4 separate regions of the Zea mays genome follow, and regions 1, 2 and 3 are each linked to region 4. Evidence: chromatin contacts called from public Hi-C data. All regions are on one chromosome and are shown on one strand. The core of a region is the stretch at or near the end of the contact, and the rest is flanking DNA. Distances in the headings are between cores, read along the strand shown. Region 1 holds the start of LOC100193923. Region 2 holds the start of LOC100277165. Region 3 holds the start of LOC100282997 (desiccation-related protein PCC13-62). Region 4 holds the start of LOC103646525 (acetyl-coenzyme A synthetase, chloroplastic/glyoxysomal).

Region 1 (6,583 bases), core at 1,371-3,870, 210 kb after region 4:
TATGGAGCCAGGGCCTGATGTCTGGTACTCCCAGTCACGGACATATGTACCGTACAACAGAGACATGTATGTGATCCCCACGATTGCGCCTACGAACCTGGATGAAAAGCAGTATATTGCAGTGTTAGAAACATAAGAACTGACTAATGTCGAACAAAATGGTCCGTGATCTTTCCCATAGTGCAAAAAGGAGTACTTTTGGTCTGAACTCACAGTTGGTAGCGGTATCGCTTGAGCAAATCGTATCCATAATCTACATCTTCATCTCCCTTGAGCCAAATTTCACATAGGGCAGTCAACAGATAAGCTATTGCAATTCTCTGCAAACAAGAATACAAGGCATCAGTTACGTACTTACCAAACACCAATTTTATATTGTCAATCAGAGGACAAATATATAGCTCAAACCAAAAGGATGCGTTCCATATACCTGAAGTATACCCATCAGACGTATTTCTTGAAGGTCGACACCAAAAGTTAGACTGCGAACACCATGAAAAAAACCACCTGTGTAGTGCAGAAAAAAGGCATCAAACACATTTTATCTCCACAAGTGCCTTTTCGTCAGTTCAAGAAAAATAGCAGCCATCATACCTTGTAGGACAAGACCAAGACAAAACAGCTTCAGTGCACGGAGCACTGCCTTTTTCGTGGCGTCCAACTTGTCCGGGACTCTCTGTAAAACAAATTCATAAGGTGACGCAATCGTTAGGTATCAGCGAGTCGTAGAGGTCACTGTTGACGGTTTCAGAAACGAAGGGAGAAACAGACATCGGCATCTCGCTTTTGCCGGCGTGTACTACCTTGTACGCGAGCGCCAGGGCGACTCCGACGATGAAGAGGAAGAAAGGCATGACGAAGTCGGCCACTGTTACGCCATCCCAGGGGGAGTGGTTCATCGCCGGAATGAATGACCCGGCGTCATCCACGATGATCATCAGCTGCAACAGGAAAAAAAACTTCTGTTTTACTTCTGTCTGAATTTTAATCAAGTGTTTATTTCAATGAAAGAGACAGAGAACCAACAAAACATTATTGCTTGATAAGTAGAGTGATTAGGTCATATGGTCGTGCAAAATATTGATTTGCACTATAAATTACACTGTAAAGTTTAAAATAAAAGATATAAATAAGCTGCTCGAGATAACCTTATATGCATTTATGGAGATAAATATGCATTTATATATATGTGTGTGCATGTACTATGATTAAAAATAGATTCTACCTTCTAGTAGGTTATCAGTGTACATAACACGGATCGATAACGATACGCTTGGTAAAAATCTAGGGACCAAAGAAACTAGAATATGCGGGTTCCACTGCCAAATATTATTTTTCACTGTTAAATTGGTGGTTCCTGAATATCCTCTAATTTTTATATCAAAAAACACGCATAGTTATAAAAATGCAGAAACGATTATTCGATGAAAAGTGATAACAACTTCACGTTACATATTCGAGAAAAAAAAACGAAAAGAAAACTTCACGCTGCATATATGGTGGTGTGGCATCAGATCCCGGCCCGGGCTCCAAATGCATTTCACGATCGAAAGGAAAATATTCTAATCGGGGGATAATGAAATGAAATGCCAATATACCGTCGGCATAGGCAACAACACAATCGGATAGAAGTGTGGCAACGCCAAGAACATTGCGTAACGATGCAAGTAGCATTGCGTGACGATGCAAGTGGCCTAGCACTACGTGCTGCATGTTCCGTCGCAAGCACGCACTAGTGAATAGTGATGAGTACTGAGCCAGGATCCACTGAACCGATTCATGAGTCATGACGCAGAGCAGTAATTAAATCTACAATTTTTTCAGTCGGTGACTTCATCTATGCCGTCTACGCAACTCCACGGCCGTTGCAATCAATGTCGCGCGCGGTAGAAAAAAAACGAACTTCTCTGTTGTCCAAACATGGCGAGGAACTCAGTAGGTGGAGAGGTGAATCACCAAAGCAAGAGCTTCAAAGCGACGGGGACCTAACCGCCTAGCCTAGCTACCGTGTCCCTGGGCAGAATTGCCTAGCTTCTTCTACCAGTACCATGTCACCTATCGCGTAGTGGTGATTGAGTAACCAAGCTTGCCCTATTGGTCAAGCCATGCCGTGCTCCACTCAAACAACAAACAATCTCAAAAAAAAGGAAATAAAAACAGAGATGATGCTCGTTATTTTAAGAGAACGCATTCGGCTAGGCCAGCAGGTCGAGTAGACGTATCATGCGCCTGCATACCAACATGGGTGTCACTTCGATCGATCGGACGAGCACACGCAGACGCAACCGATGCCCCCAGCCTAGAATAGACGACACGTTTACAGTTTAGGATTTATTCCAAACTCATTAGTAAAATAGGATCTATAGTAGTAGAATCGTCAACGAAATGAAAAAAGATGGGGGGAAAAGTGATAAGGGTCAATCCGTCCGTACCGCGCGCCGTTCAGGCTTTGAGAACCTATGCTTCTTCCCCATCCGCAGCACCTGTGTGGGTTTCAGGCGAACGTTTCGTAGGAGCAGTTTTATTCATCTTTCAAGTTTCTACGCTGGATTTATTTTTGGACGGAGGGAACAGTGAACGGCGTCGGTGGGGGCGTCGGGATCTGATGAATCGGGAGACGGGACCATCTGCTGTAGCAGGAGGCGCCCCCAGGGATCCAATCAGATTTGGTCCATGTGTGCCCATCGACACTTGTGCCGTGGAGCATGGACTGGACTGGGGAAAATTGGGAACGTCGAGTCGTGCACACAGCCACACTGTGCCACTGGTTCAAGATCATCTCGTGGTTGTGGAGGGAGGAGTCGTTCTCCCTGACAGGATAGAAGGGGTGACGTGACACTAACATCTAAATCCAGGTTGCTCCACTTTTGCATCCGTCCGAGAGACTTCAATCTAGGCTTTATCACTGGATCTTGACTGATCTGCGTTTTCGCAGTCCTCTTTATTTCATGGTGTCGGAGCCTAGAAGACTTTTGTCCGTTGCCGCCGTGTCGCAGTCCGTCGACCGTCGTCGCTCCATCGAGCTCGAGCCTTGTAGCTGCGCTGTGTTTTGGCTTGACACCGACACTGTTGTTGCCAAGCTAGTAGCCTCAGGAGACGAAGGCCGAGAGGTCGATCGTACGAGTGGGCTGGTTAGGACACCCATATGAGGCCACACGATCTACGCTGCAGGGCAGAGGATGCTCTCTGTCGGTTGCCGGTGGCGGTGGGTGCGATCGTACGCCTAGCAGCTCTGCGCCACACGTCTCTGGGCATCTGGCCGGCGCCACGACAGGAAGAGCAAGCAGCAAGATCATATCTTTCTCCAGAGCCTTTCAAAGCTTGTTGACCGGGCCTGCTCTGCTCGCGTCATGACATGTGTGGCTCACATGAAGCTGCCGGACGGGGCACACCACGGGGACGGGGAGGGATGCGTTTCGAACTTTTGATCCGTCGCCGCATGGCGACGAGGTACCCTGGCCTTTAGCTCACGCATCCGAACGATTCCCGCGTCTCGTGTGGGCTCCCCGAACCCGTCGCGGGCCAAGCAAGAAAACCCCGTGGTTTATGGTTTACGGTGTTGGCTTTGCCCAACTGCCCTTTGTGCCGATACATGTGGAGGAACAGGCGCACGCGCACCCGCCGCCCGGCGGTGCGACGGGTGGAACCACCCCAGCTCGTGGCGTCGGGCCGCGGTTCCGGGACTTGTTCCAGGCTCCACTCCACTGGCCCTGATGACGCGGTGCACCGAGCCACCGACCCCAACGACGATCATGAACTGTGAACTAGCTACCCCAACCATTACCCAAAGGCTGGCCAAAACAGACGCGACTGGCTGCCTAGCGGGTCGCGCGCGTGGGAAGGGACGGACACCACGCTCGCGTACTGCAGATGCCAGCGCTCCCGGCCCATCACATGGCAAAAGAGGCACCGCTCGGCACACCACGCGATGGGCTTGTCCCGACGTGGAGAGGCCACCACCGCCCGCTCGCCGAAGCGACGCGACGCGACGCGCGCAGCGCAGAAGCACAGGAGGATCACGCATATGCTTTTTCGGCGTTCCTCTTTGTTTTGCCCTGCAGCTACCTAACATTCTATTCGTACTCCAATTGTTTTCTGAACGCCGCAAAAGGCCAGCCAGATCTCGCCCAATACGACGACCAAACGCTCATGCTCTTCTCCTGTTCCAGACTGGTCAGCCAATAGGACGGGTTGGCATAATATACCGGAAGAGCAAGTGAAGTCATGTATCGTAGGAGAGATACAAGAGTTTTATGTCAGATTTGTGATGAGTTGAAAGAGAGAAGATAAGAGAGAGAGAGAGAACTGGAAAAGTAAAATGGTTTCTTTGTTCGTTCGTTAATTAGGATGTCACCTAAGCAAAATTGTGATGTACCATTAGAATAAAAGAAGAGAGATGAAAAATTGTTTTTTATAAACAAAACTCTGTCTATAGGTAAACTAACATTATAAAGAGATGAGGTAAATTGATGATCAGAGAGAAAAATATATCTGATCAGATAAAAAATTATTTTGTGGATACTACTCCCTCCGATTTTTTTTTTTTACTTTGACGCTGTGCAGTTCAAAATTGATAGAAGCTGGTTCAAAAAAAAAACAAGCGGAGGTAGTATTTGTTATGTATATGGTTTCCAAATGCAGTGCCTATATGACTATAGCTGGTTGATGCAAATACTCCAAGAACATTTGTAAGAGATTAAGTAGGCTACATGTTATTAGTCTAGCGTATCTTAGATATTATCAGCCATGATTCTAAGCATATTGATAAGTCGGAGCTAGAAAGGCACAGACTAAGCATCAAATAATGCAGATACAAATTACAAAGTACATAATATATGTTGTTTACCTAAACTTTAGCTCTAACCTCTAAGGTTTCGATTTCCCTAACATATTCTAGATCTAACTCCTCTGACTAGTTTTATATCCTAATTTCAGTTACTCATCATGCCGCTCACTTTGCGAGAATATCTATACTATTACAGGTTGGATCAATCATTTAAATCTGTTGTATATTATAAGCTGCATCTTGATATATAATACACTTTGTTCTATATATATCTGCCAATTATTAGGGTACATGCACTCATCAACTCTCTCTCTCTCTCAAGATCGTATGGACAGTTGATCCAGAGTTGACAATCACCATTCCCTATTTTCTAGTGGGATTCCTTTATTTTCTACCCAGCTAACGCAAGAAACTAGGTAAGCAACAGCGACCGGAAGCCACTAAAAATATGTTCAATCCGTGCTTATACAGTTCGAATCCAATATGCGAAGAACTTCCGTACGGTAGTGAGCGCGGCCTTTCTTAAAGTGCCTGGGAGCCTGGGCCACAACAACAACTGAGCACCGACGGTCTCACCCGGTGTTGAGTTGGGTGACGCGACAGGAGCAAGGTACTCACCCTTGCGAACCCGGCAAGCCAAGCCGGTGATTGTTATCTTGTTCAGGTCTAAATAACAATATCTCCATAGGCATCAAGACGGTGATCTGATCTAAGATTATGCCTATTTATAACTGCTACAGTAGTGACTGTCAGCAGAAAGGTAACATACAAGTAAATAGACCGGCAGAACAGCTCAGAACGGAGGATTTGCTGTTTGAGGAAGAAGAGAACAGAGCTGGTGGATTTGCTGTTTCCAATAGGTGGATGGCGGCATGTACAGAATCGGAAGCCGTCGTGTCGCTCGATACAGGCCTCATTGGCTGACAATATTCCTTATACTTTTATATTAGGTCTTTGTATTTCTAAATACATAATTTTTTATTATGTATATAAACATAACTTATATTTCGATGTATAGAAGTTAAAACATTTTATAATTTGAAAAAAAGAAGAGTACAGATACAAGTTTATATTAATAGGTTTGTTTATGCAATCCTATACTTTCCTTTGATTGCTCCCGTTTAAGTACGAACAAAGAAAGGAAAAAGGAAAAAAGGCAAATTTAACTACTGCCGCTGCTGCCAACCACGCATCGTGATTATCCATGAACATGTGTGGCTGGCACCGAGACCATAACAGAGTCGATCGACAGGACAGAACAGCAGAGACCCCACTCGGCAAGCAAGCAACCAATTCGATCTGTTCAGGGAAATCGAAACGTATTGCCATGCGCGATAGGGAAGATTGGCAGCCAACCATTCAATCAAATACGAGGAAGAAGGAGCGAGCGAGCAGAAGACTGAGGATGCGAGTGGTCTGTACGTACCAGCACGGTGATCCCACGGAACACGTCGAGCGAGACGAGGCGCTGCCGAGTCGGCGCCGGCGCCGGAGACGGCGCGGACCCGCGGCGTTTGGGGTAGTCGTCGCGTGGCGCGGCGGTGCCAGCCTCCAGATCCACGGCGATGGCAGGCGTGTCGTCGCTGCGGACGAGCTCGTAGCGCCCCATCGCCCCCGCTCCAGGCCGCCCGCTGCCGCTCGACTCCGGCGACGCCCCTGCATTGGCCGCAGCAGCGCCCATGAGCTCCAGGCACGTACGACGCACGCGCGTCTCCGGCCCCGGGAGGCGACAGCCGCGGTCCCGCGGAGGCGGAGGCGGAGCGGCAACACAGATGCAGCATGTGCGTGACGAGATGC
Region 2 (6,300 bases), core at 2,973-5,472, 240 kb before region 4:
TACTAGTCCCAGGAGGCTAGTAAACACATTCCTTACTTCAAATAGTACAGAGTTTAGATAAAATTATTACAATACCGGGGTACAAGCTCGAGGGAGCCAAATTAAGAAACGTAGTAGGAAAATACACTAGCCCAAGCCACAGGCAGAACTGGGTGCAGTCACAGTCCTCTTAATCAAGCATAGCAGAAAAGAAGTCCTCGGCTGCTGAAAAACATAAATAAATCTGGGTGAATACACTAGGTATTCCGTAAGCCCACCCTGCTCCCGTAGAGAGAAAGAGACCTATGATATACATGCACAATTTGGTGGAGTTGTGGTCACTCAACATTTTTCTTAGAGAAAGGCAGATACTTGAAGATTTTTCCCATAGTCTTATAATAACCAAAAACTCAACCGCCACTGAGCTTCCCGCTCCCGTGGCCTTAGTTCCTTTCCTAACACCTACTTATTCACACATTCCCCTTATCTTGAAACTCATAGAGAAAGTTCTAATTGCCATACCATATCGGACTCATCCATACCAGTGGACACGGACTATTCGAATAGGTTTCAACTCTGCGCAGAGGGGTACACTTTACCCACTAGCCCGGTTTCTGCGATCTCACCGTCGCGAGACCCGAATGCCGGATCTCTTTCCTTACTCGTATGTCCTAACCTTAATGGTTATCCGGAAGGAGTCAGGCCACCACCATGTCCAAACCGGACAAATCTTTCCCCCTCCTTATCCTCCCGGTGCTCCCCAGCCTTCTTAACCCTGGGGTTGGACCGTACGAGTTCGGATTGAGTGACTGCCCACACAGTCTCGAGTGGTTGTACGATAAAGGAGTACAGGTAGTGAAAATGACAAGTCGGTCCTTATATGAGGGGACAATCCTTCTGCTTTATCCAGGCCCGAATTGGTCAAGCGGATGCTACGGTGAGTTTTACGGACCTACATAGCTGCTAGAACGATAGTGGAGAGGCGCAGAGCCTTACCGGAATGGTCTGGCCGCGGTGGGGTGGGTTTTACGGTGGCAGAGATCGATTTGGGGAAAACTCCGAATTCGCGGACCTCAGCGAACGATCGGGGCTAATTCGAGGTGGCTGGTTAGCTTATGACTTTACGGAACTGGTGGGGGGCTCAATTTATAGGGAGCGACAGCGGCGACGGTCAATTCGAGCAGGTTGTGCTGGCGGCCGGAGGAGGAAGAAGAGTACTGGCGCAATGGATTCGTGGCTCCTACCGTGGCGGTCATTCCGGCGATCAACGGAGAGTCACTAAGGCTTACGGCGATGCGGTGGAGATACGTGGCACAAGGCCGGAATGCGGCTAGCCGGCGACGGATGAGGATCGCGGATTTTAAACGGTGCAGATGAGCTCGCCGCGCGGCAGAACTCGGGGATGGCACGGCGACCGCCGTTTAACTGGAGTCCGTCACCACAGAGAGTTACTGCCACGTGACCAAGGATATTTACCGCGGCCTCCAGTCTATCCCGACCGCCGTGGCGTCCTTATCGCCGGCGAGGTCCAAAACCTTATCCTCCGCGCGATATTTTCTGAAGACGGTGAACAGTGCACTGGGTTCAGTAAAAAGCTTGACTGACTGACCAAGTTGGAGCCCAGTTTTCTCAAATTTTCATGTGAAACCTAAGACAACTTTCTGTAGTAAAGTTGTAGAACTATAATCCCTCTATAACTTTGCTACAATGTGCTCCCACAAAAAGTCACTGGATCATGCTTAAAATCAAGCCCTAAGTTCATGTCATCCCACTGTTAATCTGAATTTCAGACATCAAGCAGTCTGACAGTCCAACTTCAGGCTCAATTATCTCCCAACTTTTCACAAGAACATGGCTTGCACTCTTAAGCAAACTTGTTGTCCTATAATTGGGCTACAATTTTGATGTGGTGACCTAGGGCAAACTTTCTTTTGTTTAGAAGTTACAGGGTCACAAAGGTGAGCACAATACACTGAAATTAGACTTAGTCAAAAGAGTTCAAATGTGACTCTTTTGCAAATAAGCCCAAAACTCAGGGTTTGGCTTGTAAATCTTCCCAAATGTGAACCATGTGACTACATATATTTAAACGTAGTAGTTTTTACACTTTGGTCCAAATATGCACTGCTTTTGCACATAGGCCCCTAGGGTTTGGTTTTAGGGTTTTCCAGGGTTCCAATTAGGGTTTCTGGTATCTTAGGGGTATAAAGGTGATTCAACTTTATTTTTGGGGATATTTTACAACTATTTCCCTAAAGCTTTTAGGTTTTCTCAATTTGGGTTAAGTTTTACCCCTTTAATCCCTATTTAGGGTTAAGTTCCCTATCCAGGGTTCTATTTGCAAAACATTAAAACAATACAACTTGTTTGAAATTTTTGCCTAGTGAATGCACTCTAGGTGTGTTAAACATATGCAATGCCAATGCTTATGATGTCATGCTCAAGTTTTTAGTTACAGTAACACCAGAAAGGTTATAACAGGAACCAGCGCCCAACCGAAAACCCATCATCCCGTTGACACAAACGACGCGCACTATGATACCGTGGGGCATGTGTGCTGCTTAAAGCAAGATAGGGCTAATAATATCCTGATCAGCTACGGATCCTGACATGCCAACCGCCTTCTGCCAGCTATAACTTCTGTGTGCTTGTGAACATCAACAGGACGGACACTACCAATTTACAGCGACTCGGCGCCACATCACACTATCGTTGGTTGCACTGTTCCCCTCCAGCTAATGGCACATGCCTGTTACCATCGTTCAGAATGCTGCGTCTGCAGGTACAGGTGCAGCCAATATGATCGATGCACTCAGACTCAGGGTTGAGGCCGGGGAGCTCTGAGACATTTACACGTGAGGACGGGATGGACTCATGGACCCATGCAGGCTCCGTCAGACCACTGCAGAACAATCACATGAGCACTAAACAATCACGGGATAACCAATCCGTGCCAGACAGAACTTTACTACTGACAGAGCAGACCAGACTTGTAGGTGAGATGAACCGAACCAACAAAGAATCCCAGCGTTTCAGTGCTAAGCAGGTCGTGAGATTGCTACGTTCAACAAAGAATCCCAGCGTTTCAGTGCTAAGCAGGTCGTGTGATTGCTACGTTTTACCATCCAAAATTGTTTTGGATCTCGGTCCACTGTTACTGTTTCCTGGCCAGTCATCCTTGTTTATAGCGAATAATTGACGCAATTTCAAGACCTCCACGACGGAATGGTGGAAGAGTAATCAGCAGACCCACCACCAAGATCACAACTCCTGCAAGAAGCATGGATTTACTGAAATGGTAATAATTACACAAGTGAACTTCATGTCACCATCACACATACGCTTTCCATTTCAGCGGAGGCGATCTAGCAGGATGCGCATTGCCTAGTACAGTACAACCAGGGAGGGTTTCTTCTGACCGAAGGAGGGGAAGACCATTCCAGCGAGAATCGATGGATATCTCAGCCAAAAAAGGTTAAAAGACGAGGGGGGGAGGAGGAAGTGAAACGAAATGGGAAATTCTGCCGTTGGCGTACGTGAAGATGAAGGGAGGAACAAATAAGCTCCCTTTCTCGTGTCGCATAATAACAGAGAGAGTGTGTTTTCCTTTTTCCCTTTTGCCGTTTCTCTCTTCTCTTCTCCTCTCTTCACTGCTGCTGGGTCGGCGTTTCTTGGGGCGCCGTCACTGCGCCGCGACGGTGCGGGAGGAGGACGCGGCCGCGGCCGGCGGCGGCGCAGCGGCGAAGGTGGCCGGGGAGGGAGGGGACGCCGGGTTGCTGCCGTGGCCGTGGCCGTGGCCGTGGGAGCTGCTGCGGTGGAGGCGGCACTTGAAGGAGCCTGCGTGCGTGGCCGGCGCGCACACGCACTTGGGCCCGTGGCCGTGGCTGTGGGCGGACGACGAGCTCCTCCGCAGCGTCTTCGGCGACGCCGCCGCGCTGGTCGGCGTCGTGCTGTGGTGGCCGTGGAACCTGCCCTCCTCCGCCCCGGTGTCGACGTAGTTGGACGCCATCAGCACTGTACCTCCACAAGCAGCACAGGCTCCAATGAACAAAAAGTTCTTATAAAAAGCTGAGTGGATCTAGAACGAGAAGTTCTCTTCTCCTAGGTAGGAGTTAAGAACTGTAGTAGTAAAGGGATAGGAGGAAGGCGTCCCAAGGAGCTTACCAGACGAGAGAAACTGACTGCTGATAGGCCGGAAAGAGAAGAGAGGAAGCCGAACGAGTGCCGAGAGCGGCAAACTGCGGCACCACGGCGACCGAGCAGTCCTCGCTTTTATGCTGGGGGTGGCACGGCACGGCACTGCCCGCGGGCAGGACCGCTGCCCAGGATTCCTCCTGACCCCACTCACTGGCCTCGTGGACCCACCCCGCCCCATCTACTAGCCTAGCCCACTGGTTTTTTTTTTTTAAGCAAAGGCGCCAGCGGATTAGGGCTTTCTTTCTTAAAACATTATCAGATCTCTAAACTTTAGACCAGAAGCTCTGGCTAGGTGAAGTTTTAAAATAAGCTAAAGTATTTTGAAGTTTTTAGAGCTCTAAAACTGGAGGGATGAAAGTGACGACGCCGACGGCCGTGCCCTCGTTCCGGCCGGCCCAGCGCCCAGGCGGTTCTCTTCTGATTAGAAAAAAAGGGGGGCGGTTTCTTTGAGGTGGCGGGAAACGATGGGCTGTGGAGCTTGGCGGGTTGCGCAGCTGGCTTGCCGGTGCGTGCGGATCGCGTCGCGTCGGTCGCGAGCAAACGCCAACGGGACCACGCGCGGACGGTTCTAGAATGAATCCGCTGGCTGCTGCCGCTCTATCCAAATCTTTTTTTTTTCATATACAAATCGTTTCCCAATCTATGTGCGCTGGTCCAGACACGTTCGGCCTTGGAAACCTTGAGCGATTGATAGATACATCGTGCGTGGGTGCCTGTGGTAGTGTCGTAGAGGATTCGATTCGACGATCCGAGTCATCCGACGACTTCCTCCGCGCCGCGCCGCGCCAACGTAACACTATACTACAATATTATACTCTCAGACAGAGTTCCGCTTCTTCGTCCCTCCGTCGCGTGGGCGGCGTTCGCGTGTGGTACACTCGTCCATTTGTGGTCGCAGGCAGCTGCTCCTGCTCCACTAGTCGGCTCGTCTCCCGCATGACCGCGTCGCGGACCAAGAGACGGACGGGACGATGATAATAAAAGCAGTGCAAAATAATACTGGCCACACCATGCACCTCAACAAAAGCCACACACAAAAAACTGAGAGAGACTCTGCAGCTACGTACCCTACGCGGCTACGTATAGTCCACAGGCCACAGCTGACTTGTCTGTGATCAGCAGATGATGAGGCCGCAGAGACGCATCCCACCGCTAAAATTTGTGCACCTCAAAACGCCAAACCACTGTACGCCACGCTGCGAGTCATTTTACGCCGCATCGGCGGCACGTCGGGTCGCGACGACTCCTTTCTCGGAACCGAAAGCCACTAGTGCGCCGTTCCCTTCCGATCCGAGAGCAGTGGCCAGTAGCCATTCGTTTCTAGCTAGGCGCGGTTTCACTTTCGTGTTTCATCCAAAGGCGCCAGAGAACAAAGGTGTCAACACCTTAGTACCTTACCCGGAGTGGGCATCTCCGGTCCGAATCGCGGCTCTGCCGTCGCACTCTTGCGAGCAACGACGCCGTTGATTGATTCCGCTTCTCAAGTTCAAAGAGGGAAAAAACCGATTCAAATAGCCCGCTTTCTCTCCTCTGATGGCGATTTTCAATAGGTTTCCTTGCGCAGACCATCCGTACCATCATCATCAGTTCACGCGGTTTAGGCTTCAAATAAATATATCAGGCTATAGCACTTGCGCATCACCACACCACCGCCGCTCGTCGTCAGCTTCGCACGAGTCTCGTGGAAACGGACTAGAATACACAGAATACTGCACCGGGGTGGGGAAGGGATTTTGGAAGGAGATGTGAATTCTGAGGGGAATAATCTGACCGCTGCAGCTGCAGGGTACGTGCTACTAGTATAATAACCTTATCATGACCAGGACTTCTTTTCTTGGGAAAAGGCATCGATCTTGGCAGGGAACGGACGAAAGCAAACAGGCCCTGAGGCCCCTGATCACGGGACGGGACCCGATCGTTCAAATCTTTTTGCGCTGTTGCAGGCATCCGCATGCGAAATTGCGAAAAAGGCAGTAGCGAGAGCTTTGGATGAGTAACTTTTGGAGCTCCGCGATAGATTCGGGAGAGTAATTTTCTACGCGGGAATACTGGAGGCATCAGCTTCGAAAGAATATATAGGGCCTGTTTGGTTTGTGGCTAAATGCCTAAATGTGCCACACTTTG
Region 3 (6,065 bases), core at 2,792-5,291, 150 kb before region 4:
AACAAATGAAATAGAAGACAACCGACCTTTGCGTATAGTGTAGCAACCCATTATTTATTTTATTTGTTTCCACCTACATTCATGTATATCATCCAGTTTACACAAGGCACTCAAGGCCACACCATACCAATTCACAAACAAGTATAGTACTACTAGCTAGTCTACAGTCTATGATGTGCACAGATAACTCATACTGGTGGAGGTAGAGATGCTCATAGGGCTTGTTTGGTTGCATGGGGATTGAAGGGATTGAGGGGCATATAATCCCTTATAGTCTTATGATTGAGATTATAGATAAAATATATTACTAGTGTCGTTGTTATGGGATGTCGCAAAGGTAGCCTTTGCTAGAGTTATGCTTAGGGAATTATGAGAACGATGAAGGCTGGAGGTAAAAGATAAATACATCCCTTATTAAGGCTCCTTTGGAACAAAATATTCCCAAAATGCGGGAATAGGAAAAGCACATGATTAGAATGTCCATGCCATTGGAATCCTACAAGCATTTATAACACAAGAAAGTCACAAAACATGTGTTTGGTTCATGCGCAGAAAAAACATAGGAATGTAAGACATAAAGGAAAGAAAATATGAGGTTGGACCTCATGCTTATTTTCCTCCAATATTGGTATGGAGGATGACATTCTATGGGAATTTTAAAGGAATTGATATGATTCAATCCTTTGTTCCAAAGGCTTTCATAGGAAAACTTTCCACATGACTGAATCCTCTAAAAGGTCTGTTTGGTGTAGCTGTAGGTTCTTGAAATTCTGATTCTACAGTGAGATATGAGAATATTGTTGCAAGTCGAAGACTATGGAAAAACTAAAATATTTTAGGTCAACTATAGTCCTATAAAAACATGATAGTTTAGTAACATGGATAACACAAATCTGAAAAATCTAGGAGAGAAGGTGATTCTGAATTGAACTAAAGCAATTTATAGTTTTTCAAGAATCTATTTTATGTTGTATCTGTGTGATATCTCGACCCGGTGGATTGTGTGATATCCTGGCCCAAGGCTTAATAAGATTAATAGAATACTCATACCAACAAGGTACATCTTCTTTTTCGGAAGCCTAACTCGAAAGAACCTCTGGGTTAAGTGTGCTTGGTCTAGAGCAATATAGGGACGGGTGGCCGACCGGGAAGTCTTCTCGAGTGCACGTGAGTGAGGACAAAGTGCGCACAAAAGACTCGTGTTGATCTATGGGGATGGTCTATGGTCCTAGAGGGCTGCTAGGAGTAAGTACCACCGGTTCGGGAGTGAACGGGGTGTTACAAATGGTATTAGAGCAAACCCATACAGTTTCACTGCGCGTGTGTGGGCTAGGAGTTCAGGCATATGGTGCATGGCGCATCTGGGTCCAGAGTGATCACATAGCTTGACATATGACGGTACTAAACACACAAACATGGCCAATAGGGGAGGTTCCTGGCTTGGGGTTGACCGATGAGGACGTCAGTCTTCTAAGGGGGTGTATTGTTATATCCTGGCCCGGTGGATTGTGTGATATCCTGGCCCAAGGTTTAATAGGATTGATAGAATACTCATACCAACAAGATGCATCTTTTTTTTGGAAGCCTAACGAACCTTTAGGTTAAGAGTGCTTGGCCTAGAGCAGTCTTGAGATGGGTGACCGACCGAGAAGTTTTCTTGGGCGCGTATGAGTGAGGACAAAGTGAGCATAAAAGACTCGTGTTAGTCTGTGGGGATGGTCTATGGACCTAGATGACTGCCAGGAGTAAGTAACGCCAAGTCGGGTGCGGACGGGGTGTTATTCAATCTGTTTGGTTGAGATTATAGTTTTTTTGCAGCGAATTTTGGTTCAGAAAGCTGAACCTGAAAGACCCTAACACCCCGTTTGGATCATTGGAATTGAATTTATTCTAATAATTGTAATTTTGGCATATATCAATTAAACTAATTCAGTTTTATGAAAATATATCAGTATATTATTATTAGCAAGATGTCAGAGATATTTATGTGCTACATTTTTACTATAGAGGAGTGGATTGAAGATCATGTTGTAAGTTACAGAATACATAAAATCATTTCCCATCCTCCACCTAGGGTGATAATGGGCTCTAAATTTCACACTATAAGATTTAAGAATCGGATCAGATTAGTATCGGGTCCTATTTCTATTCATGTTTGAACTAAAATTTATTTATAGCCCTACCGTTTTGTAAAGAAGCATTTGGATCGCGATCCATTACTACCCTTATCTCCATCCCATGAATTTGAGATAAGCTTATATTAGAATTTTGGAAAGTGGTAGAATGTCAAATTTAAAGCTAAATATGTTATTTTATTAAATAAATTCTAATCCCTCTTAAAAATAAAGGGATCCAAACAGCCCTGAACTATTTTGGAATTTCTCGGCTACAGATGAAATAGAAGACATCCGACCTTTGCGTATAGTGCAGCAACCCATTATTTACTTTATTTGTTTCCACCTACATTCATGTATATCACCCAGTTTACACAAGGCACTCAAGGCCACACCATACCAACTCACAAACAAGTATAGTACTGCTAGCTAGTCTACAGTCTGCGCCGTGCACGGATTCATACTGCTCAGCGCACGGTCACAACTCACCCATGCGCTACGCGAGGAGACCCCTGGCGATGCGGCCGTCTGCGCCCTGGGGAAAGAAGCCGCCGTGCTGGGCGGAGTTACCGGTGCCGTACACGATGCCGAGGATCTCCTCCGGCGTGCGGTCGTAGGCGAGCGACAGGTGGTCGCCGGCGATGATGTTCCCCACGGTCAGCCCCTCGGGCCCCAGCTCGGGCGCCACCACCAGGCCCTCGTCCTTCACGCCCCTCCTCCCCAGCGAGTTCCGGAGGTCCGAGATGCGTGCCGTGATCTCCGCCACCCCGCCGGCATAGCTCGGCACACGCGCCATCCCGCGCTCGTACAGCAGCGTACGGATCACCGCGTCCTGCGCCGACTCCACCGCCAGCAGCCCCGCCAGCAGCTGCGCACACAGATAGTGCATATCAACAGCACGTCAACAGGGCAGGCACAGCCACAGGTACACAGCATGACTGGTAGGAGAGGGATGGCAACGATCGAGTAGAATGTTCATGCGATGCACGCGCGTACGTATGCACTTTAATTACCTTTCTGGCCTGAGGGGTGAGGAGCCTGGGGTTGGCGCCGACGTAGCCGGTGAGGCCGACGTAGGGGATGATGTAGGAGGCGACGAGGAAGTTGAGGCTGTTCTCGTAGGGGTCGAAGGGCGGGTCCAGCGTCGCGTTCAGCGCTTGCTCGATGATCTTGCCGAAGTTGGCCGCGCTGATGTCCAGCAACGGCCTCGGGAAGCCCCTCACCGTCTGCTTGATCGCCCTGCATGGCCGGTCAGGGGCGGTCACAACATTGACTACCATCTGCAATTCCGTTCTCAGGCTGTTGCTGTGTCGGCTGTTCAGTTGTTACCTGAGGTGCCCGACTTCTTGGTAACAGAACTGGGTGGCCACGTCGCGGATGAACGGGGTGAGGGACGCGGACTGGCCGCCGATGGAGGGCGGCCCGCCGCCGGTGAGGTTGGCGTCGATGGCGTCGAGGCCGTACCCCAGAGCGGACCAGCAGAAGAACTCCGTCTCCAGGTACTCCAGGTTCAGCGGGAACTCCAGCAGGTCCACGTCCGACTGCGGCAGCAGCGACCCGGCCGGGGCGCCGAAGAACCCGCGGTAGGCCGGCCGCGCCCACTCGCTGTCCATGTCCTGCGCCTGCGCAAAGGCCCCGCACAGGCAAACCACTGCCGCCGTGGCCACCACGACGACGGACGACAGCGCCGGCGCACCCATCTCCGGCCGGCGGGCGGCTGCGACGGCAATCGAGCGGTGACTAGTATAGTAGCTTTATTTGGCAACGCGCACACGTCACTGCCGTTGCGATTCCTCAGCTGCACGTTTGGCTTGTGCGTGTGTGTGCGGATCGGTGCAAGAATTTATAGGCGATGCGGGCGTGCGCGGTGGCGGGCTGGCGGCGCGACGGTGTCCGATGACGGGACGGGTAGCCGTGGCGCGCCAAGAGCGTGGCGCGCGGAGGAGTACGTACGTACATATCGAAGCCAGCCAGCGACGACGCTAGCTCGTTTGTCGTGGCGCCGTCGTGCATATGGGACAGATTTGTTTCTTTTCGCGAGTTCACAATTGCGAGGCATAAAGATGGTGGTCCATTGGAAGGAAGCAAAGATTTCCTCTTGTTGGTACGGTAGCATGCGTGGATATATGCAAAATGACGAGAACGGAGCAAGTTAATCATGCGTCGTGCACTCGTGCGCTCAAAAAGAAGGGTAGGAAGAGTGTGGAGAAACAAAAGTATGATCTATTCGTACTTGCAAGAAAACATATATCCTTCAAAACATATCTCCAGAGACTAGACTGATAACAAAGATACGAATTTCGCTCATGAAAACAACGGATTCTAAGCTAACCACGCTCATCCCATGTTTTGCTAGGTAATTTGCCATCTTGTTGCAATTTCTTGGACACTACTAAACATTAACTACCAAAGTGCTCGTACGTTGCTACGATTTCCATTTATGCTTAAGTAATACTAGAATATCTGTGTGTTACGACGGCACACCGATCATATTTGATGGTACAGTGGTGCAATAGTTGTATGACACGTGATGGTCCAGTGGCCAGTCGGTGTGATTGACCATCTCCATAAAAATAAAATTAAATTAAAGTGAACCATCTCCACAAAAAAAATTAAAATTAGAGTGGATCCTCCCAAAAAAATAAATTTAAAAATAAAGTGGATATGTATGGCCCACATACCAGATATTAAATTGCAGCTATTACATTTTATCTTATCCAAAAGGTCGAGATAGATATGAGTTGAATAGAAAACCTACCTCTTTTTATAGTTAGCGCGACCGCTTATTCTCCTTTAGCTAGCGATGTAGTACTTGAAAGCATCTAGGCCCCTAGTTGGCTTTAGTGATTAATGACAACGTAATGTTATATGTGACTAATGTGTGTTTTGCAGTCAAATAGTAAGTTAGGTCGCATTACAGGTAGATGTACTACAACGGTGAAAACAATCTCGGAGATAAGAACTCGAAGCGACGACTAAATCGACGAAACACAAAGTGAAGGTCTTCGTATTCCGAGTGTCAAGGAGTTGCGGACACTCGTGATATAGTTAGGTCTTTTATTTTGTTTTAGCCGTACTATAAAGAGGGGTTGTCGATGAGTAGTTTGACCAAGAGAGTTCTAGTGTAGTGTTGGTGCATATTCACACTCCCATATAGTGCAAGGTGACACTCTAGAACATACTCACAAGTTAGAACGAAAACCTATTTGAAAAACAGAAGAAAATAGAAGTTAGGGTTTCTGGCCTTGGGGCACCGGACTGTCCGGTGTGTACCGGACTGTCCGATGCGCCCTCTGTCAGGTGGGCCCAGGGGTTTCCCCGCGCAGAAACACGAGAGCGCAAGGTTCACGAGTTGAATTATAGTGGCGCACAGGACAGCGCACCGGACAGTGACTGTTCACTGTCCGGTGTGCCATCTGCCCAACGGCTAGTTGTCAGAACTAACCGTTGGAGTCGACCGTTGGCGCACCGGTGGCGCACCGGACTGTCCGGTGCGCCCATGCGCAGAACAATGCTGGTAACGGCTAGTTGATAGGTGAGGGCTATTTATACACCCTCCACCCACCATATTCAATGTCTTGTTGCCCACATTTATTCCTGCACATTGGTAGAGCATTGCAAGCACCAAAAGCCTAGTGAGGTGATTAGAGAATTGTAATCCCGCATTTGAACCTCATTAGCGTTAGCGAGAGCCACCTAGAGCACACACCACTTGCATTAGGCTTCTCTTGGTCAAGCAAAAGTCTACGACTTGTTACTCTTGGTGATCGGCATCACCTAGACGGCTTGGTGGCGTTGGGAGCTCGGTGATCACCGTGGAGATCTTGTTGGTGACCCGACTCAAGTTTGTAAGCGGTCGTGAGGGTTCCACCGCGCCGGAGTGGAAAAGAATCATCTCGTAGCGAGCACTTGGTTCTTGCGAGGACCAAGGTGGAGCGATACCCTTGCGCG
Region 4 (6,208 bases), core at 753-3,252:
AGTACCTTGCGTCCGGAATTCTAAATCCCGATCCCTGCTTGTTATCCGGAATTACTAAGCATCAAGGTAATTTTCTAGAAAAAATCCTCTGTTAATATATCCTTTAATAATTATAATAGTTTAATTGTTCTTTTTATCTTTTGTGTGCATGTTTATTAATTTACTAGACGTCTAGTATTTGAAGATCTAACTATCGGATATCATGTCTTCGACCAATCGATCTAGAAAATATGAATTTGGTTACGAAAAGCGACATGATTCTTTTCCTAATGCAAGTATTGCATATAGAGTTTTATTGACCATTCTTGTGACTGTTGCATCAACAGAGCGAAGCTTTTCTAAAGTCCTATTTGCGTTCTACAATGACATAATAAAGACTTACAGATTTAGCCACAATAGCACTTGAGAGTGGATTATTGGACATGATTGAATATGATCATATCATTGAAGAATTTATTTCAAGGAACACTAAGAGAATGAAGTTGTTCAAGTAAAATTCATACAATAAAGAGTTAAATAGGTATTTTTTCATAAACTCTATTTCTATGTACTACATTACAACATTTTAATACTTACAGTTCTGTTTTTAAATAATTTAGCAATAAGAGTTTTTTATTCAATAGTTTTGTACAGGGCCTCATTTTCTTCCGGCACGGGCCTAATAGTCTTAGAGATGTAACGAGCATGAGGTCACTGTTAGCTGAGGTGGAGGCTGAGTTTTAAGGAACCTAGAACAACATTATAAATGAAGGACCATATACCATAAGAACTATTTTCTTATTATTCTATATATTAGCTAATTAAAATAATTCTATGTATCGTAAAACAACTTGAGTGGTAAAAAATAGAAGTAAAATTATTACATATTGTACAGATCACCTTGTCCTCTAACATTTCTAGACACAAAATCATCAATAATAAATTCAATACTAATATCATCTAACAAAAAAATTTCAATACATAAAATTTGTTAGCCCATTAAACTTTTTTTAGATGTAGACCTTAAAAAGTTAATCAATAATTTTAGTTATTTTAGTTTTAAGAAGTTACTTTCAACAGATGCCATATTTTCTAGTATTGTAAATAATATATGATAATCAACAGTATATTGACTCAAATATTTCTATATCACTAGGGTAAGCCCCTCGAAAGTGGGAGCCCACCGACCGTCTCACTCGACTTTCCATGTTGGAGCCTCTGAAACACGTTGTTCGGTTGGCTTGCTTGATGTGTTGTTTCCTATTGTTTCTAAAGTATATTGAGCCTTAGGATAGCGACAGCAGCAGCCGGAGCGGCTCTAAGCCCAAGCGATTAAAGGTATATTTGGTTGGACGTACAAGAAGGGATATAAGTGGGCGGCCATATTTTCTATAGTGCGTGGTTGGATGAGAGTCACGTGAGAGCGAGGTGAACACCGAATCAATTGTTGGTGGCGGCATGGTCCAAAAAAATCGAGGGGACGATGTCGTCCCCGTATCATCCTAATTTGATCTTAAACCAAACACATCACGTTCTGTTCTGACTTCGGTGGTGTACAAGCCTGCCAGCCAGCTTTGGCCGGTCACAGCCGTAGTTGTGATCTTAAGTAAAAAATAAATCTATACACCGTAAAATAAGAATTTGTGCCGTAAATAAGAATTTGTGTGGATTCAATTTCTTGATAATTTAGAAGTTACTTTCTAGAAACTGTTTGAGAGATTCTTAAGAAGTTCAAAAATTTTGGAACTAAACTTTAGAAACTCTTTAAACATGACGTTGTGTCAAATGGATCAAACAGGGCATTGGTTTGTCGTACCGGCAGGCCGCAGCAGAGAACTGAAGCGGAGTTCTTTTACCATTTCTTACGGCTCACGGGGCCTCGAGACGCGAACACATATAGCCAAATCTAGTGACGACCGGAGCAGGCGCTCGCGACCAAAAACAACCGCCAGGCGGAGCCCGCCCGCCACCGCCACGCCAGGTAGGCGAGTCAAATACCGTCCAAATCCCAGCCACAGACACAGCACAACCCCCGTCCGCCGATCGAGTCCTCGAACCCTCATCGCGCACGTATAAACCGGGGCAACCGGCCAGCCACAGACACAGCACAACCCCCGTCCGCCGATCGAGTCCTCGAACCCTCGTCGCGCACGTATAAACCGGGGCAACCGGGGACGCGGACCTCTTCATCTCCGTTCCCGTCGCCGGCGACGCTGGTCTCTAGGTGTCAGGCCGCGCGAGCCCTAGCATAGCAGCTGTAGTAGTGCTAGACTGCTAGTAGTTTAGCAGGGCGCTCCGCGCGTCAGTTCCACCAGAAACAGAAAGGCAAATTCGGCTTCGCTTTTACGCCCGCTTGATTTGCCTCTTCCACCCTCTTCCACCAGAAGGCGGGCGGCCGAGCGACCAAAAGTCAAAAGGAGGATTGGCCCACGGCCACGGCCGAGAGCGGCAGGCGGGCAGGGTGAGGTGAGGAGAGGCCATCAGGGCCGAGAGACCATGGCACAGCATATATACGCCACCGGCTGCGGCCGCTGCGGGTGCGCCCGCCCCATCATCCGGACACTACTGCCCGCGCTGACCCACCATCTCGCCTCCTCGTCTCTGTTGCGGCGCCGGAAGGCTCCCATGGGCGCCAGCGATCACCTGGGCCTGGCGGCGGTGGCCGCCGCCAAGCCGCGGAATGGCAGGACGTGCATGGCCGTGCTGGGCGAGCCACTGCCGGCTCTTGACGACCCCGGCATCCTCGTCCACCCCAGCGCCGACTTCGCCGCCCAGGCGCTCGTCTCGTCCACGAAACAGGTGATCGTACTACTGCCACGCGCAGCCTTCCGTTTCTATTTGTCCACATTCGTGCGCAAATGGGTGGCGCGCGTTCGGCGGCCTGCGCCTTTGCGCCGCCGAATGTGCGGCTGGTCGTGATTCGTTACTGCGGGCACCGGGTCAGATGATGCAGACAGGACTGGGGATCGGTGGCCCTGTTGGCCTCTGTTGTTGTCCATACGCTTGTGGGATCTCACCTCGTAGGGTCCATAATCTGAATCGAACATTCAGTATCCGTGTGGATTACTTTTCGACTTATCGTGATGGATGGATGTGATTGGTAGTAATTTATTTACATGGTTTTGCAATAATTGTAAACAGTACCGAGATATGTACCAAAAGTCGATCGACGACCCAGCTGGTTTCTGGTCAGAAATCGCAGATGAGTTCTACTGGAAGCAGAAGTGGAGCCCTGATAATGTTTGCGCTGAGAACCTTGACGTGACCAAGGGGCCGATCATGATTGAAGTACGTTATTCCTTAGTTTCAATGACTGTTTCTAATGGTGGAAGGATACAGGATCTGGATGGTTACTGGTGTTTGGCATTTGCAGTGGTTTAAGGGGGGAAAGACCAACATATGCTACAATGCAGTGGACCGCAATGTGGAGGCAGGGAATGGGGACAAGATCGCCATGTACTGGGAGGGGAATGAGCCCAGTCAGGATGGGAAGCTCACCTACTCTGAACTGCTGGAAAAGGTTTGCCAGGTAAACATTCATTCTTTTATGCCAAAAACAGCTGCATGTAGTTTGAACGCAATGTGTGCAGAGCCTGGGCAGTCTAATGTGTTCTGCTGTGCTTTCTGATAGCTGTCAAATTACTTGAAAAGCGTCGGCGTACGAAAAGGTGATGCCGTGGTGATCTACCTACCAATGTTGATGGAGCTGCCGATTGCAATGCTTGCTTGTGCCCGCATTGGTGCTGTTCACTCGGTAATTGTTAACCCCATGTTTGGATGTCAATTGTTCTTAATGATTATATGTATACTTGATTGATTTTGATGATGAATATGTTCAGGTTGTGTTTGCTGGCTTCTCAGCAGATGCACTGGCCCAACGAGTCATTGATTGCAAGCCTAAGGTTGTTATTACCTGCAATGCTGTGAAAAGGGGGATGAAAATCATCCATCTCAAAGATATAGTAGATGCATCTCTGGATCAAAGTGCAAAGAATGGAGTTGATGTAGGTATGCACTAGCATCTGAGTATAGATGTGTGGCCTGTTTGCAAATCTGAGCTACAATATAATTTCATTTTGCCTCTACCACCCTTGTTCCATGTCCATGTTAACCATAGTCTCTTATATTATATCAGGAATTGCACTCAGGAAATATCCTATGGAGTTAGATATTTATAAGATTTCCTGCCTTGACTTCCTGATATTTTTGTGTGGCCTTCTATTTTCGCACCATATCTGCAATTTTCGTTCTGGTACCACTTTTTTATAAAGTATTTTGTGACAAAAAGGGCAATCTTAATCTACACCTGTCCTGCCACCAAAAATCATCCTTCATTTTGGTCACAGTTCTTGCCTTCGGTGGTCGTTTTCCTTCCTTTTTTTGGAACATGACTGGCTACCTTTTGATGTCTTAAAATAAGTCCAAAGCACCAGCATACTGTTGATCATCTCACATCATGTACTTTTTCAGTGAGTACGTACTAATCTGGTTCGAAGAAAAACTAATTTTAAAATTTTCTTTTGCTGAGAAGGCATTTGCTTGACATATGAAAATCAGTCCGCTCTGAATAAAGTAGACACTCGATGGAAAACAGGAAGAGATGTCTGGTGGCAGGTATGCCAAGATCAAAATTGCAACATACTTTCTGCGTGCACGGACTCTGCAGAACTTCTGTGATTCATAAAATAACCTTCCAAACCCTTCTGTATCAGCTGTATCACTAATCAATTTATTTCTGAATGAACGATGATGAATAGGATGTTGTGCCTGATTTCCCAACTAAATGCGATGTGGAATGGGTTGATGCAGAGGATCCACTGTTTCTTTTGTACACAAGTGGCAGCACAGGAAAGCCAAAGGTAGTCTTAAACTCTTAATCTCATTATTCTCATAGCCATAATCTCATATATTGTTCATGCCCCTCTTTAGCAAAGATACTAACATACTGTGAACCATACAGGGTGTGTTGCATACAACTGGGGGATATATGGTCTACTCTGCTACAACATTTAAGCATGCATTTGACTACAAACCAACAGACATATACTGGTAATATGCCTGAATTGTGTCTTCTGGTGGACTAAATGTTTACCTGAAATCACTGGATCTCTAGTAGCTGTCATTTTCTTATCATTGTTTCTCTGTTTCACTTAAATCAGGTGCACTGCAGATTGTGGCTGGATTACTGGACATAGTTATGTGACATATGGTCCACTATTGAATGGAGCCACAGTTCTTGTTTTCGAAGGGGTAACAGCAAAAAAATTTATAGTGATGTACTATTGACTTATGTATTTTTGGGTCATTTTGGAATTGTTCTATATCTAATTTGTAGTCTATTTTCTTGGACACAACTCTTAGGCCCCAAATTACCCTGATCCTGGCCGCTGTTGGGACATTGTTGATAAATATGGAGTGACAATATTTTATACAGCACCAACACTTATACGCTCACTTATGCGTGATGGTACTGAGGTAATACTGCTTGCTGTTTGTTTGATACTAATAATCCTAGAATGCCAGGTGTGCTATTCAGCTCTGATGTTTATGATACAGTTCCAAGATATAAGATCAAAAGGAAACAAGTTAATATTTGTTGTTCCTAAATTGATTGCAGCTGATCTCTATTGACTTACAAGTTTGTTATGGAGCCTGCATGAACTGTTAATAGTAGAAAGCATACCTTTGAGAGTGACATCTCTAATTGTCTAATACTAGTTGATGTCCATATGATTTAGTCATATGATCAAAATAATTTGAATTTTAATGGGCAACGTTCGCTAATATCATGCTAAACCATTCGCTAATATCATGCTAAACCATTCTTCTTGGGTAACCTTGATCTTCTATTGTATATTTACAGTATGTTGCTCGGTACTCTCGCAAGTCTCTCCGAGTACTTGGAAGTGTGGGTGAGCCAATCAACCCCACCGCATGGAGGTTTGTAATGACTGCTACCTCTTATAATTTGTATGTGCTGAAAATGTCTTAAATGCTCCGTTATGGATTTCAGGTGGTTGTATGATGTTATTGGTGACTCACGATGCCCCATATCAGATACTTGGTGGCAGACTGAAACCGGGGGATTCATGGTAAGTGTCTTCATATTTTTCAAGGAGAATTTAGAGTTTTTTTTAAAGTGAGTCATATTACCTATCAAATTGAAGTTTAATTATTCTTGTTTTATTAGATCACTCCTTTACCTGGTGCTTGGCCTCAAAAGCCAGGA

What was found. Hi-C and Micro-C count contacts between places; a contact is called where the count stands out from the background.
Region 1: a Hi-C map of bundle sheath shows a contact between it and region 4, with 3 times the contacts expected there. The contact joins the promoter of LOC100193923 here to the promoter of LOC103646525 in region 4. A contact is called at or near these places in 6 of 25 Hi-C or Micro-C datasets (bundle sheath, ear, endosperm and 2 more).
Region 2: a contact with region 4 is called in a Hi-C map of tassel, with 2.9 times the contacts expected there. The contact joins the promoter of LOC100277165 here to the promoter of LOC103646525 in region 4. A contact is called at or near these places in 3 of 25 Hi-C or Micro-C datasets (ear, endosperm and tassel) and 1 of 3 datasets of contacts at active chromatin or transcription factors (leaf).
Region 3: a Hi-C map of endosperm shows a contact between it and region 4, with 3 times the contacts expected there. The contact joins the promoter of LOC100282997 here to the promoter of LOC103646525 in region 4. A contact is called at or near these places in 7 of 25 Hi-C or Micro-C datasets (bundle sheath, ear, endosperm and 2 more) and 1 of 3 datasets of contacts at active chromatin or transcription factors (leaf).

What each region holds. Positions count from the first base shown.
Region 1 is chr2:62,107,703-62,114,285 of Zm-B73-REFERENCE-NAM-5.0, reverse strand. It overlaps LOC100193923, which reads right to left and starts at 2,620. Exons shown (of 12, transcript NM_001138995.1): 1 at 2,433-2,620; 2 at 804-941; 3 at 595-676; 4 at 431-507; 5 at 214-320; 6 at 1-97. The coding sequence starts at 2,474.
Region 2 is chr2:62,556,676-62,562,975 of Zm-B73-REFERENCE-NAM-5.0, reverse strand. LOC100277165 reads right to left here and starts at 4,222. Exons shown (of 2, transcript NM_001327920.1): 1 at 4,144-4,222; 2 at 3,135-3,993. The coding sequence starts at 3,988. The coding sequence ends at 3,662.
Region 3 is chr2:62,466,049-62,472,113 of Zm-B73-REFERENCE-NAM-5.0, reverse strand. It overlaps LOC100282997 (desiccation-related protein PCC13-62), which reads right to left and starts at 4,041. Exons shown (of 3, transcript NM_001155901.2): 1 at 3,444-4,041; 2 at 3,128-3,353; 3 at 2,418-2,982. The coding sequence starts at 3,814. The coding sequence ends at 2,611.
Region 4 is chr2:62,315,329-62,321,536 of Zm-B73-REFERENCE-NAM-5.0, reverse strand. It overlaps LOC103646525 (acetyl-coenzyme A synthetase, chloroplastic/glyoxysomal), which reads left to right and starts at 2,002. Exons shown (of 18, transcript XM_008671255.3): 1 at 2,002-2,778; 2 at 3,121-3,267; 3 at 3,353-3,508; 4 at 3,611-3,733; 5 at 3,819-3,987; 6 at 4,511-4,593; 7 at 4,737-4,838; 8 at 4,940-5,028; 9 at 5,139-5,229; 10 at 5,341-5,454; 11 at 5,843-5,919; 12 at 5,993-6,071; 13 at 6,170-6,208. The coding sequence starts at 2,476.